Regions from separate parts of the Mus musculus genome. Here region 1 is linked to region 2. A link is a contact called in public promoter capture Hi-C data. All regions are on one chromosome and are shown on one strand. The core of a region is the stretch at or near the end of the contact, and the rest is flanking DNA. Distances in the headings are between cores, read along the strand shown. Region 1 has its middle 17 kb from the start of Sorcs2. Region 2 holds the start of Afap1 (actin filament associated protein 1).

Region 1 (6,246 bases), core at 1,841-4,340, 520 kb before region 2:
ATAAGCCTTCTTCCATATTTGAAGATGTGCTGATTTTGCTGGCTGCAAGCAGCCTCTGGGAAACCCTAGACCCCAGCTCCCCCTCCGCTGGCCCTGTCACACTGAGCACCAGCATGGATGAGGGGGAATTGTATGGTACGAAAGGCCTGTGCTTTGGAGAGGATAAACCGCCCTCTAAATGCACATTATTGTTATTTTTATTACAGGCATCAGAGCAAAACCACTGGTTCAAAGGGGCTAATTTAGTTATATCAGGAATAAGAGCTACTTGAGTTGAAAACTCATTCTCCTTGGTGATATTTGCTTTGGGTATAAATCAAGAGAAGGGCTTTTAAAATATTTTTAGTACAAATGTATTTCAATCACTCGGTCAGTCACCTCTTAGTATGGTTACTGAACAGGCTCCCGGGAAGAGAGAAGCTGGCTGGCTGTGGAGTTCGACAATCCTCCCCTCTCTTCACACAATATTTGATTTCATTGATCTGAAAGAAGAGGAAGGGAAATTGCTGGTTTACGGAAAATCGGGGGTTCTGCGAGTGGCAGAGGGCACTGTGGTGGACCTGACCTCAACCTAGAGTTGGAAATTATTCTGGTATTATCAGTTGGGGACTCCATGGAAGTTCCAGCATCCAGCATGCCCTATTCTAGCCTTGCATTAAGGTCAAGTGTCCACGGAAGGCTAAGTTCCTTAAGTCATGGTGGATAGCCATGCCACATGGCTGTTGATGTTCCACGTGGCAGACATGGTTAATGAATCAGGCTCAATTTACCACTAAGCCATGATCTCTGACTGGGAGCTCCAGGCAGATGGTCTTAATGAATCAACCTTTGAGATCGTTGCTATTGGTTGTCAACTTGATTGGATTATGATTGTGGGACACCTGGAGGTGTAGTGAAATACATTTCTGGGTGCTTCTGTAAAGATGTTTCCAAACCAGGCAGGAACACGCCTTTAATCTCAACACTCAGGAGGCAGAAGCAGGCAGATCTCTGTGAGTTCAAGGCCAGCGTTGTCTACAGAGTGAGTTCCAGGAGAGTGAAAGAGACATAATGATACCTACCATGTCTTAATAAAAGCCAAAGGGGATAGGGAGAAAAAAATGTTTCCAATGTTCATTGATGACTTCAGCATCTAAGTTGGCTATTAGAGGAGGCCGTGGAAGATGGGGCCTGGTTGGAGGAAGTAGGTACCTGCCTAGGGGTGTGTCTTTGTGGGTGTATCATGCCCTGGCTCCTTCCTGTTATTCCTCAGTCTCCTGGTGCCACAAGGCAAGCTGCTCGGCTTCTCTGCTCTGGTGTCTCTTCAGCTGTGATGTCCTTTTCACCACAGGCCCAAGGGATGGGACCAACATCTGAGACCTCAGAAACCACCGAGAGGTGGAACAAGATCGTCCTCCCCTTAGTTGTTGCTCAGGGAAGATTCTGCCTGACACACTCTCCCAGCCTTGAAACATGCTGGAGCTGGCAAGGAAGAGCTTTAAAGTCTGAAAGAACAATCTGCACGGTTTGAGAGGCATGGGAAGGAAGGCCAGTGAAGTGAGAGCTGGGATGCTGAGTTAGGAGGATTGTGAGATCAGGCCAGCCTGTAACTACACAGCGAGACTGTCTCAAACCAACAAAAAAGAACCCACAAGTTGTAATTAAAATATACACATCACAGAACTTCCCGTCCAGCCATTCCTAGCAGGTAGTCCAGTGTCATCAGGCACAGTCACATAGCTGTGAGAGACAACAGTTAGTATCTGCTTGTCTGTCCATCCATCCTTCCATCCATCCACTTACCAGCCAACCCATCACTCACCTGTTCATTCTCAAATGTCTGTCTATCATCATCATCATCATCATCACCAGTCTATCAATTTATCTACCTATCATCTATGTATCATTTATATATCACCTAACTATTGATTTTCAATTATCAATCATGTATCTGCTATCATTTTATCTATCATCTATGCATCATTTACCTATCACCTAACTATTGATTATCAATCATCTATCTATCTATCTATCTATCTATCTATCTATCTATCTATCTACCTACCTACCTACCTATCAATTCAAGAATGGTATTCATTACAAATTACAGAGGTTGTGTAACCCATGATGTGCCACCTGCAAGCTGGAGTGCTGGAAGAGCCTGTGGTGTTGTGACATCCTGAGAGCAGCCACTCCGGCTGATGTAGACCCCAGTCTGGGTCTGAAGGCCTAAGTCATGGGAGTGCCAAGAGCAGGGATAGTCACATCCTAGTAAAAGCAGGTGGCAGGGTCCTTCCTACTTCACCCACTCTGTCCAGACCCTGGTCCCTGGGATGCCATCCTTCTTCCCCCTGGAGTGTGTGTGTGTGTGTGTGTGTATGTGTGGCTGTAATCATATAGGATTCTCACCCAGAAACACTACCACAGATACATCAGGAGCCATGCTGAAACACTTGTATGAATTTCACTGTCACATGGACACGAAGTCACCCATCGCAATGGGGAGGCTGTCATGTCCTGCTATCATGGAACTCCATTAGGAAATCCCACCAGGAGACACTGCCCAAAACCTGCTCTTCTCTTTGGCTTGCCCTGAAAATGTGCTTTCTTCTAGCTGTGTGTGTGAACTTCTTAGATATGGAGGGAAGCAAGCCCACAGTCCTCGGCTCCTTCTTTTGATGAAGGTAAAAGCTTCCTCCATGAGTCCTCTGTGCCTTTCCACAGACTGCACACCACAGGGAGCAGGAATTGACTGACAGCTTCCATCCATCATGAGTCACTTTGTGTGGGAGCATGCCACCTCCCTGTTTCCTGTCATTCTGATTGCGGTAGTTGGTTCATGCAGGAGACCTCTGCTGGCTCTGGTGACAGAAGCCTCTTGAGAAAAGCAGCAGAGAGCTTGCCACAAGGAAATGGGGGCAGCAAGCTGGCAGGTGTGGCCCTCGGGCCACTGCGCCACATCTGAGTCTTCAGAAAGGATAAAATCACTTGCCTTGTATGCCTGCTGGCCTCAGGGCAGGTGCTCTGGCTGACAACTCAAAGCCTTGCTGAGGCTCTGGCCCAGACTAATCTGGTTCCTCTGAATAGAACTGGCTGAGGCTGAGTCACTGCTGGGGTGTGGGGTCCTACCTTCCTATCCTGTAGCTGCCTTTACAAATGACCACAGCGTTCTGTCACAGGAGAGAAGGCTACAAGTCCAAGGTCAAAGTGTGGGCAGGCAGACTCCTGTCTGTGAGGGAGTCTGAAGAGGCCGCTGTCTGCCTTCTGCTGCTGTGCTGCTGAGGTCTGTGCGCCTCAGACTGTAGGCACACTACACCAGCCTCTTCACTTGCTCTCCACAGGCTTCCCTCCAAGGCTGCTCTCTCTCTCTCTCTCTCTCTCTCTCTCTCTCTCTCTCTCTCCCTCTCTCTCTCTCCTTCCCTCTCTTACTGCATATATGTAGTATGACATTTGCTTGTGAAAGCACACACAGGAATGCTTGAGGACAACCCAAACCTTGACCCAGGGCTCTCATCTCTTTGCTGTTTGCATCTGCAAGTTCAGGGGACTCTACTGTCCTCATGCCCATCTCGCTTACAAACATGAGGTGGTTTAAAATAGGAATCACCCCCATAAGCTCATGTAGTTGAATGTTTAGTCATTGGGGTGCAGCACTACTTGAGAAGAACCAGGAGGCGTGGCCTCATTGGGGAAAGTGTGCCAGACCCAGTGGCCTGCTGTTGCTTTCTGCTGCCTGTGGATCTGGGTGTAGAACTCCCAGGTCTTCCAGCACCATGTCTGCCATGCACACTGCTACCCTTCCCACCATGATGATAACAGACTAAACCTCCAAACTGTAAGCAAACTTTATACAAATTGCTGTGGTCATGATGTCTCTTTGCAGCAATAGAATTATGACTAAGACAGCATTTTAGGCACGTGCTTTCACATTGGGCTTCACATAGGTTCTGGGGATTTGAACTCAGGTCCTCAGGTGTGTGAGGCAAGTGCTTTAACCCACTAAGCCATCTCTCTAGCTCTCTTTCCTATGTTTTATAAGGCCATGTGATGTCAGGGGTTTAGGATCCACCCTGAACCAGACTGCTTGAATTTAACCTTGAAATTCCTAGCAAATCTTACTCACAAGGACCCTGCTTCCAGATAATGTTATATCCAGAGTTTCTTAGGGTCAAAGTGGGAGACACGTCTTTGTGATAGGCACATGTCAATTATTATTGAACACAATTGCTTGGAGTGGTTCTCAGGTTGAAGTGGATGTGTAAGGCAGGTGTGCCAATAGCCAATGATCAAGATGAGCCTCCGAGGGTAGGTACCTCTGAGCAAGGGACCAGTCTGGGAGCTGGGAAAGCTGAAGTCAGAGAAGAGTTATCCTGGGGTGAGGAGACTGAGGACCACCCCAGGGATCCAAGGAGCAGGACAAGGCTATGACAGAGTGGTCCCAGATGAGTGTTCAGTGACAAGCAGGCTCAGATCTGGAGAAGCTAAGGCCCTTAGATCTGGAGGCCGTCGCATAGAGGATGAGGGTGGGGTTGCGGCTGAAGGCTGTGGAGTTCAAGGTAAGACTTTGACAATTGGTGGGCTATGGGACCTGGCACAGTGTACATAATGTCTCAGAGCCTCACTCTTCTCACCTGTAGAATGGGATGCTACTAACAGAGGTAGGGGGCTGCAAGAAGGCTGGGACATGTTGTTGGCCTTTCAGCCACCAGTGGCTATAGGTACAGTCATTCCACTCTGTCCAACATGGGGTAGACCCACATGGAATGACAGCCAATGTGGAAGCACATTTCTGTCTTTATAAAAGAAAGCTTTATTGAGGCATAACTTACACACCATAAAGTCTATCCACTTAAAGCCCGCCCTTCGGTGATTTTTTGGCCAGTTATAACCGTGTGCAGTCACCCTGCAGTCCAGCTAAGGAGTACCTGGCAGCCTACCCGGGTCTCATTTACAAGCAGCCACTGTTCCCACCCTAGCCCCGGGCAATACTGCATTATTTGCTGTGTCCTGTAAATTTCAAATAAATGGAATCACACAGACACTGTGGGGATTTTCTGTCTGCGTTGCTTTCACTTGGATGGAGATATTTATGAGATGCATCCCTGCTGTGAGAGTCAGTTTTAGGTGGTACCCGGTATGTCACCACATCGGGCTGGGCTGTACCATCCTCAGGTGCTGCTTGATGGCACTTAGTGTCTTTCAGAGCAGTTGGGAATGACTGCAAGGACCCTCACCTGTGGTTCAACTGTACATGGCTGGTTTATCACACCTCTCTCACAGGGCATTTTTAATATCAGCCCATTTTGCAGACAGTTAAATAGGGTCTGTGATGGTTTAAATATGCTTGGCCCAGGGAGTGGCAGTATTAGGAGGTGTGGCCTCATTGGAACAGATGTGTCACTGTGAGCATGGATTTTTAAGACCCTTGCCCTAGCTGCCTGGAAGCCAGTCTTCTAGCTGCCTTCAGATGAAGATGTAGAACTCTTACTTCTGCCTGTACCATGCCTGCCTGGAAGCTGCCATGTTCCTGCCTTGAGGATAATGGACTGAACCTCTGAACCCGTGAGCAAACCCCAATTAAATGTTTTGTTTATAAGAGTTGCTTTGGTCATGGTGTCTGTTCACAGCAGTAAAACCCTATGACGGGGTCAAAAATATGGTGTGGTGAGACATTCATGTGAACTTTCTAAAACTGATATGCCCCCTAAGTAGTTGTGCTCTTACATATTACACATTACTTTGACCATGTTTAACATCTTCCTTATTTTATTTTAGCAGGGCTGGGAATTGAAACAAGAACTTCATAAAAGTGCTTTATTGTTGAGCTGCAACCCTGAACTTGAAGTCCAATCTTTACTAGTTGCTTTGGTGAATGTGGGGATTTTTAAAAAAAGATTTATTTATTATTATAAATAAGTACACTGTAGCTGTCTACAGATGCACCAGAAGAGGGCGTCAGATCTCATTACGAGTGGTTGTGAGACACCATGTGGTTGTTGGGATTTGAACTCAGAACCTTCAGAAGAGCAGTCAGTGCTCTTACCCACTAAGCCATCTTGCCAGCACAGGGAACTTTTTTTTAATAACTAAGGATGTTAGTTTCTTTACTCTGTTGTCAGCATTTGCCTGTGTCTCTGTCTTATGTGTTGGTATGTGTGTGTAGTGTTATAGAAGTTCTTTTTTTTTTTTTCCTACCATATAGGTTCCAAGGATTGAACTCAGGTAATCAATCAGGTTTTATGGCAGGCTCCATTACCCACTGAGCCA
Region 2 (6,403 bases), core at 28-2,527:
CAAAGTCCGGTCCACACCACCTTAGGCTAACTGCGCCCAGCACGCACAGGGCTTCGCTCACCTCACCGAAACTCCAGTGCCCAATGCACACCCAAAGCGGGGGCCAGGACTGAATGGGCAAAGCCTGGGTCGACAAGCCATGGGACACAGGACCAGGATCCCATGCGCGCGTGTCCACGCTGTCACCTTCACTGACACACGAAATCGTACCAATACAGGGACAGAAACAGCCTTTCCACCCGCCAAGCCTCCCCACACACTTAAGTCCACGTAGTTACCTCCGGAGCCATCCACACCACATAGGGAAACAGGAAGGCTCCCTCACACAAGGGTCCCCCAACCCCCGGTCCCTCTTGGTGACAATCAACTAGCTACACCCAAGAAGGAGGGCCGGAAAAGAGCCCACTCGTGGGGTGGCCAGGACCTGGAGGTGCAGAGCCCTCTGTGCCACCCGGCGGCGAGACAATGCCAGGGCGCACAGACTCCTGAGTGCTCGGGTCCATCCAGGCCAGCCCTCTCGGTGTTCCTGTCCCTCTAGAGGAGAAGGCAGCTGCCACCAACCGGGCAGCACACTCTCCGACCCATTTCAGCCGACTGCCAAGCCGGGAACCCCAGTTCAGCCTTAGCGATCGTCCTGCAAGTCCAAATATGCGGTCTGTCCTTTAGGTCTCGGATGACCGGATCTTCGAACAGTTCTTGGAAAACCATCCCAGCCCGCTGACCCTGCCCAGCCCTGTCTGGGGACCCTGAAGGGCCTCGGGGACCCTACCTGGCCCTGGGGACTCTGACCTCCAGGGATCCAACTTAGCCCTGGAGACCCCGTCCACCCCTGTATAGGGACCATGCCCTGTCCGGAGACGCTGCCCTGTCAGGAGTCCCTGGTCAGTCCTGTCTAACACCCTGAAGGGCCTCGATGACCCTACCCGGCCCTGGAGATCCTGCCCAGCCTTGTCTGGGGACCCTGCCCGGCCCAGGGCATCCAGCTTGGGGACCTTGCCCGAGGACATCGTGGGACACCTGGCCCCGCTACGGGTTCAAAGTCGCCGCCGCCTCACCTCAGGATTCAGTGGCTCGTGAGCACTGGACGGCCGAGAGGAGCGCAGCCCGCGGAGCGCCCGCTGCCTCAACAATGGAGCCCGGGGCGGGGCCCTGCGCAGCTCAGCGATCTCTCAGTCGGGACCTGGAGCCCAGACACCGCCGGTGCGAGCTGTGGCCGGAGGATTCTGCGCAGGCGCGACAGGCCCCGCCTGCCTCCATAGCCCCGCCCCCTGAACAGCAAGAACCCGCCCTCTAGCCAATGGTTAGGGAGTTGGGCGGAGGGGGCGGGGCCAGGAGGAACAAAGAGAGGCTGGGCGGGGCCGTGGGTCCGAGCCGGCACCCGGGACTCTGCGCTGATCTGATTTCGCTTCGGGCTCAGCGCCCACGTGGACTAAGCTCAGTGGTACTCGGTGCTCACCCCAAAGCTAGAATTGGTTCTAAAGGAAAACTGATGGTTCTTGCCATCCGAATTGCGATCCTCATAGCCTTGTCCGTCTTCTGGTCGAAGGGTGTTGGTATCATTAAGGGTGGAAAGAAAGAGAAAACTCCCTTTAGGTGCTGTGCCAAGCAGATCCATTTCGCTGTCCTACTTCAGGATCCAATTATTAATCTCATCCCTTTCCTGCTCAGAGCCTTGTTTTTGTTTTTTGTTTTTCCATTCCCCCACCAGGCATGACTCCTATCTACCTACTACCATTTCCATTTATCCATATCTCAATTATCTTTAAAATTCGCCCAAGCCTTAGAGGACTGTTCTGGAATGTATCTCTACAACATTCGTGGATTTCCCTCTATTTCACAACCTGTCCCTCTTCTCCAAGACTTCCCTTCTGCCTCTGACGAGAGCCTTTGTGATCATGGCTGGAGACAGCATGCTTCTCTTGGGATGGATACCCTCATCAGAAGCCCTATCCACATACATGATCACTGCAGGATCCAATCCAGTCAGCAGTGATCACCAGACCTCAGTTGGACTCCCCCCAAATTACAAATAGCTTACTTCCAGAGACAGGCCAGCCTGCCGCTCCTCAGTGAGTCCTGGAGTCCATGCAGAGCCTCAATCCTCCTGTCTGACTCCCCAAGCCAACAGATGATCTGCTTGCCCAGGCACTGGGGCCTCTTGGTACAGCCCCTTATTCGAGAAGAGCTATTCTTGGGAATGGGTTTGATTGGTGTGGTTAGTGTTAATTGTTAACTTGTTGTGAAGGATTACCTCATCGCTGAGCATGCATGTACAAAGTAGTTACCTAGATTTGGTTGAGGTGGGAAGACTAACACTGAAGGTGGGTAGCACTTGTCACTGGGCTCAAGTCCTGGTCTGTTTTAAAAGGAGCCATCTAGTTGAGTTCAGGTATTAATTGGCCTCAGCTTCTTGAAGGTGAGTGTGGTAGGACCAGCAGCCTTCAGCTCCTGACACTGTGACTTCCTTACAGTCAAGGACTGGACCACAGCTGGAGAGCCGTGGGCCAACAGAAACCGTTCTTTCCTAACTTGCTTTTGTCCAGGTATTATCAGGACAACAGAAAAGCGAGACATTCTGGGACACCGTCCTGCTGTACGAGCTGTGCTGGGACACAGAGGCAGGATGGTGGGCTGCTTTGCTCAAAAATGAGAGCAGCTGTGCTTGGGGAAGGCCAGAGAAGGAGACAAATAAAGGGAGCCAAGGAAGATGGGAGGGGAAGGCAGGTGGCGTGAGGATGGGAGAGATGGCTATTATGGCCCGGAACATTCTAAGAACAGAAATGTCTAAAGGCCAGTCACTCCAACCTGTGTTACCCTCTCATGCTGTCATCCTGAGTGTCCTCCAGTGGCCTCAGGCCCGTTTCATATGAGCAGACAGGGTCCAGGGAGGGTTGGGGGTAACTGGTTCTGGTTGGAGTTGAAAGGGGTTGGCCATAAAGGAGTCCTCCAGGGCATCATTCACTATTTTATCCGAAGCTCAAGCAATTCAGTCCAAGTTTTCAAATTGGCTTTTTCAAAGATGACAGACCCTGTTGGCATCTGCATAGATTTCTGGCCAGTTCACTCCACAGCAATAAAATGTGGATGTGGACAGTGCCCCAGGCTCCAAACATAATTGTAGATATTTTCTTCTAAAATGAATCATAACTCATGAAAAATACCTTTAGTTATTTATTTTTGAGCCGTCTGCAGACTCTGGGTCTGTGCTACACTGATGGGGGAGGACATTAATCTCTTTCCTGGCTCTGAGGTGAGGTCACCTCCTCCTTCATACTCAGGCTTCCTCCTTGAGAACCTGAGCAAGGGACCAGAAGACCTCTGAGGCTCGTCCGTCGCATGCGCCTCGGCTTCTCTGAGGACCAGGATTTCAGTTCGGCTCCCTCTCCTTCCTCTGCCTCTCACCCTTTCGGCCAAGGTTGACCTGCATCGGTGGGTGAGCTGAGCTTCTGGATAGACACACAAATGCAGGTGCTAACTGGTAGTTTGCTTGTGGCTGTTCCCCCCAACACCCACCCCAAACGATAGCCACACCACATGTATCAGTCCGTGTTTGGTGACTTGGACACTTGTAGGAAAGGTAGAGAGGAGGAGAGTGTCAGAAGCGGAGGGCAGGGCCTAGAGCTCCACAACCCCAGCTTGAGTCCCATGAACTCCCCCAAGCTGTAATGCTATTAGATCAGCTGCCTGATGTGTGTGCATGTGTGTGTGTGTGTGCATGTGCGTGTGTGCATGTGTGTGCATGTGCGTGTGTGCATGTGCATGTGCGTGTATGTGCATGTGTGTGCATTGTGTGCATGTGTGTGCATGTGTGTGCGTGCATGTGTGTGTGCATGTGCGTGTATGTGCATGTGTGTGCATTGTGTGCATGTGTGTGCATGTGTGTGCGTGCATGTGTGTGTGCATGTGCGTGTGTGCATGTGCGTGTATGTGCATGTGTGTGTGCATGTGTGTGCATTGTGTGCATGTGTGTGCATATGTGTGTGTGCATGTGTGTGCGTGCATGTGTGTGTGCATGTGCGTGTGTGCATGTGCGTGTATGTGCATGTGTGTGTGCATGTGTGAATGCGTGTGTGTATGTGTGTGCATGTTCATGTGTGTGCATGTTTGTGTGTGTGTATGTGTGTGTGTACATGCAAGCACATGTGTATACAGAGGAGGAGGAGGGAAGTAAATAATGGCTCATCCTCCTGCCTCAGCCTCTTGTATGCTGGGTCTGGCCAATACAATTTCTTTCTTTTCTTTCTTTTTTCTTTCTTTGAAACAGGTTCCCAAACTGGCTTTGAACTCTGAACTTAGCAGAGATGACCCTGAATTCCCACGCCTTCTGCCCCACCTCCCAAGAGCCAGGATTAGAGATGACAGGAGTGTGAGCCACCATATGCAGCTTAGTTTCTCTCTTTTTCCCTTAAGACGTATTCATTTATGTATATAAGTGCTGTGTTTGCATGATAGAAGAGGGCATCGGATCCCATTTCAGATGGTCGGGAGGCACCATGTGGTTGCTGGGAATTGAACTCAGGACCTCTGGAAGAGCAGTCAGTGCTCTTAAGCGCCGAGCCCTTCCAGCTTAGTTTCTGGAAGATAGCCTTGAAGTTTCTGATTCTTTTCAAATTTCAACGCAATGTGCATATTGTCTTTCTCTAATTACATTTCACATGACACACCCCCAAAACCAACAGGAGTCCTGTGAATGCTGGCAAAACCATGACGTCATGCTTCATTGCTCCCAGGAACAATGCAACAAATGGTTGTTTGTCTAATTCAAGCAATATGTGTATGCTGTGTTCATTTATACAGCTCCACTTCCATTTTTTAGAGTTTAATGATTTCCCCAGGGGCTAAAGAGATGGCTCAGTCTTTAAGAATGCTTACATTTCTATCAAGGGATCAGAGTTCAGAGTTCAGCTGAGGCAGCTTACAAAACACCTGTAACTCCATCTCAGGGACTCTCAACCTTCCTAATGCTGCGACCCTTTAATACACTTCCTCGTGTTGTGGTGACCTCCCCCACCATAAAATTATTTTGTTATTTCATAATTGTAATTTTTTTCTTTATTAGGTATTTTCTTCATTTACATTTCCAATGTTATCCCAAAAGTCCCCCATATCCTCCCCACCCCCACTCCCCTACCCGCCCACTCCCACTTCTTGGCCCTGGTGTTCCCCTGTACTGAGGTGTATAAAGTTTGCAAGACCAATGGGCCTCTCTTTCCAATGATGGCCAACTAGGCCATCTTCTGATACATATGCAGCTAGAGACACAAGCTCCGGGGTACTGGTTAGTTCATATTGTTGTTCCACCTATAGGGTTGCAGACCCCTCATAATTGTAATTTTTGTATGGTTATGAATTGTGGCGTACATATCTGATATGCAGAATTTCTCATATGTGGCCCACAAAGGGGTTGAGATCCGCTGCTCCCACTCCAAGGGATCTAACGCCCCCTTCTGGCCTCCACGAGCATCTGCAGAGATGCACACATTTCAAAAAGCTTTCCCCACAGTAATACCACATGGTCTATAGAGACATTTATGGGCTATACCTTACTCGTGATCCCAACACAGAGAAAGGAGAAAGCAGAAGCATGAAGATCCCAGCGCTCACCGGCCGGCCTAGCCTAACCAGTGAGCCCCAGGAAAATGAGAGACCTCGTCTCAACAACGAGGAAATGGCAAGGCTGCAGAGAGGTGGTACGGTGGTTAAGAACACTGGCTGCTTGCTTTTGCAGAAGTCCCAGGTTTGGTTCCCAGAACCCACACAGCAGCTCATAACAGTCTGTAACTCCAGTTCCATGTGATCGGCACCTCTTCTGACCACCAAACGCACCAGACCCACACATGCTGTGCAGACATAAATGCAGGCAAAACACTGGCACAAATAAAGTAAATCTGAAAAAAAAAATCAAGTAATGACATCCAAAGTTGACCTCTGACCCCCACACACCCACACTTACAGTCATTCTGAGGGCCATTAGCAGGCCTTCGGCTCAAGAAGGAGAGGAAGTAGCCACTGCCTTTCCTGAAGCCCCGCTCAGCCATGAGTGCTCAGGGAAGCACAAACCTCCCACTGCTTTGGTCAGAGGTGGCTTTGTGCTGGGAACAGACCTCCCAGCTGTGACTTAACCATGCAACCCCACTTAGCCCTGGAACAGGACGATTAGATTAGATAGATTGCCTGGCCCCAAAATTCTATCTGCTTTGGGAGGAGAGGCCTAGCTTCTGGAGGGATCCACAACTGATATAACTTGCCTGACCCTGTGTGAGTTCCATCTGGCTTTCTTTACCTCCGAAGAGGTAGTCAAGGAGCCTGAAAGAGAAGGAGAGCTGACCCAAGCTGGGAACAGGGCTGGCCCAGAGCAGCTCCCAGAGGCTGACACATTGGGATTGGTGTACTGCCCCAGAGG

Evidence for each region. Promoter capture Hi-C pulls out the DNA fragments that hold promoters and counts their contacts.
Region 1: a contact with region 2 is called in a promoter capture Hi-C map of hippocampal neurons, with 5 times the contacts expected there. The contact joins the enhancer-like site here to the promoter of Afap1 in region 2. A contact is called at or near these places in 4 of 39 promoter capture datasets (the 3T3-L1 cell line, cranial neural crest, hippocampal neurons and 1 more), 11 of 484 Hi-C or Micro-C datasets (the AML12 cell line, the C2C12 cell line, Sertoli cells and 5 more), 7 of 115 datasets of contacts at active chromatin or transcription factors (craniofacial prominence, differentiating embryonic stem cells, embryonic hindbrain and 4 more) and 1 of 9 other capture datasets (embryonic stem cells).

Annotation. Positions count from the first base shown.
Region 1 is chr5:36,411,740-36,417,985 of GRCm38.p6, reverse strand. No RefSeq gene overlaps it. Among named protein-coding and RNA genes, the nearest start is that of Sorcs2, 17 kb to the right of the region's middle. Within about 2 kb of position 3,090, at least 64 of the 459 cell types and tissues checked have an H3K27ac peak or open chromatin away from gene starts, as enhancers often do. A contact at or near this core is called in Sertoli cells, embryonic fibroblasts and hippocampal neurons, where this site is marked.
Region 2 is chr5:35,888,193-35,894,595 of GRCm38.p6, reverse strand. Afap1 (actin filament associated protein 1) reads right to left here and starts at 1,277. Exons shown (of 17, transcript NM_027373.2): 1 at 1,056-1,277.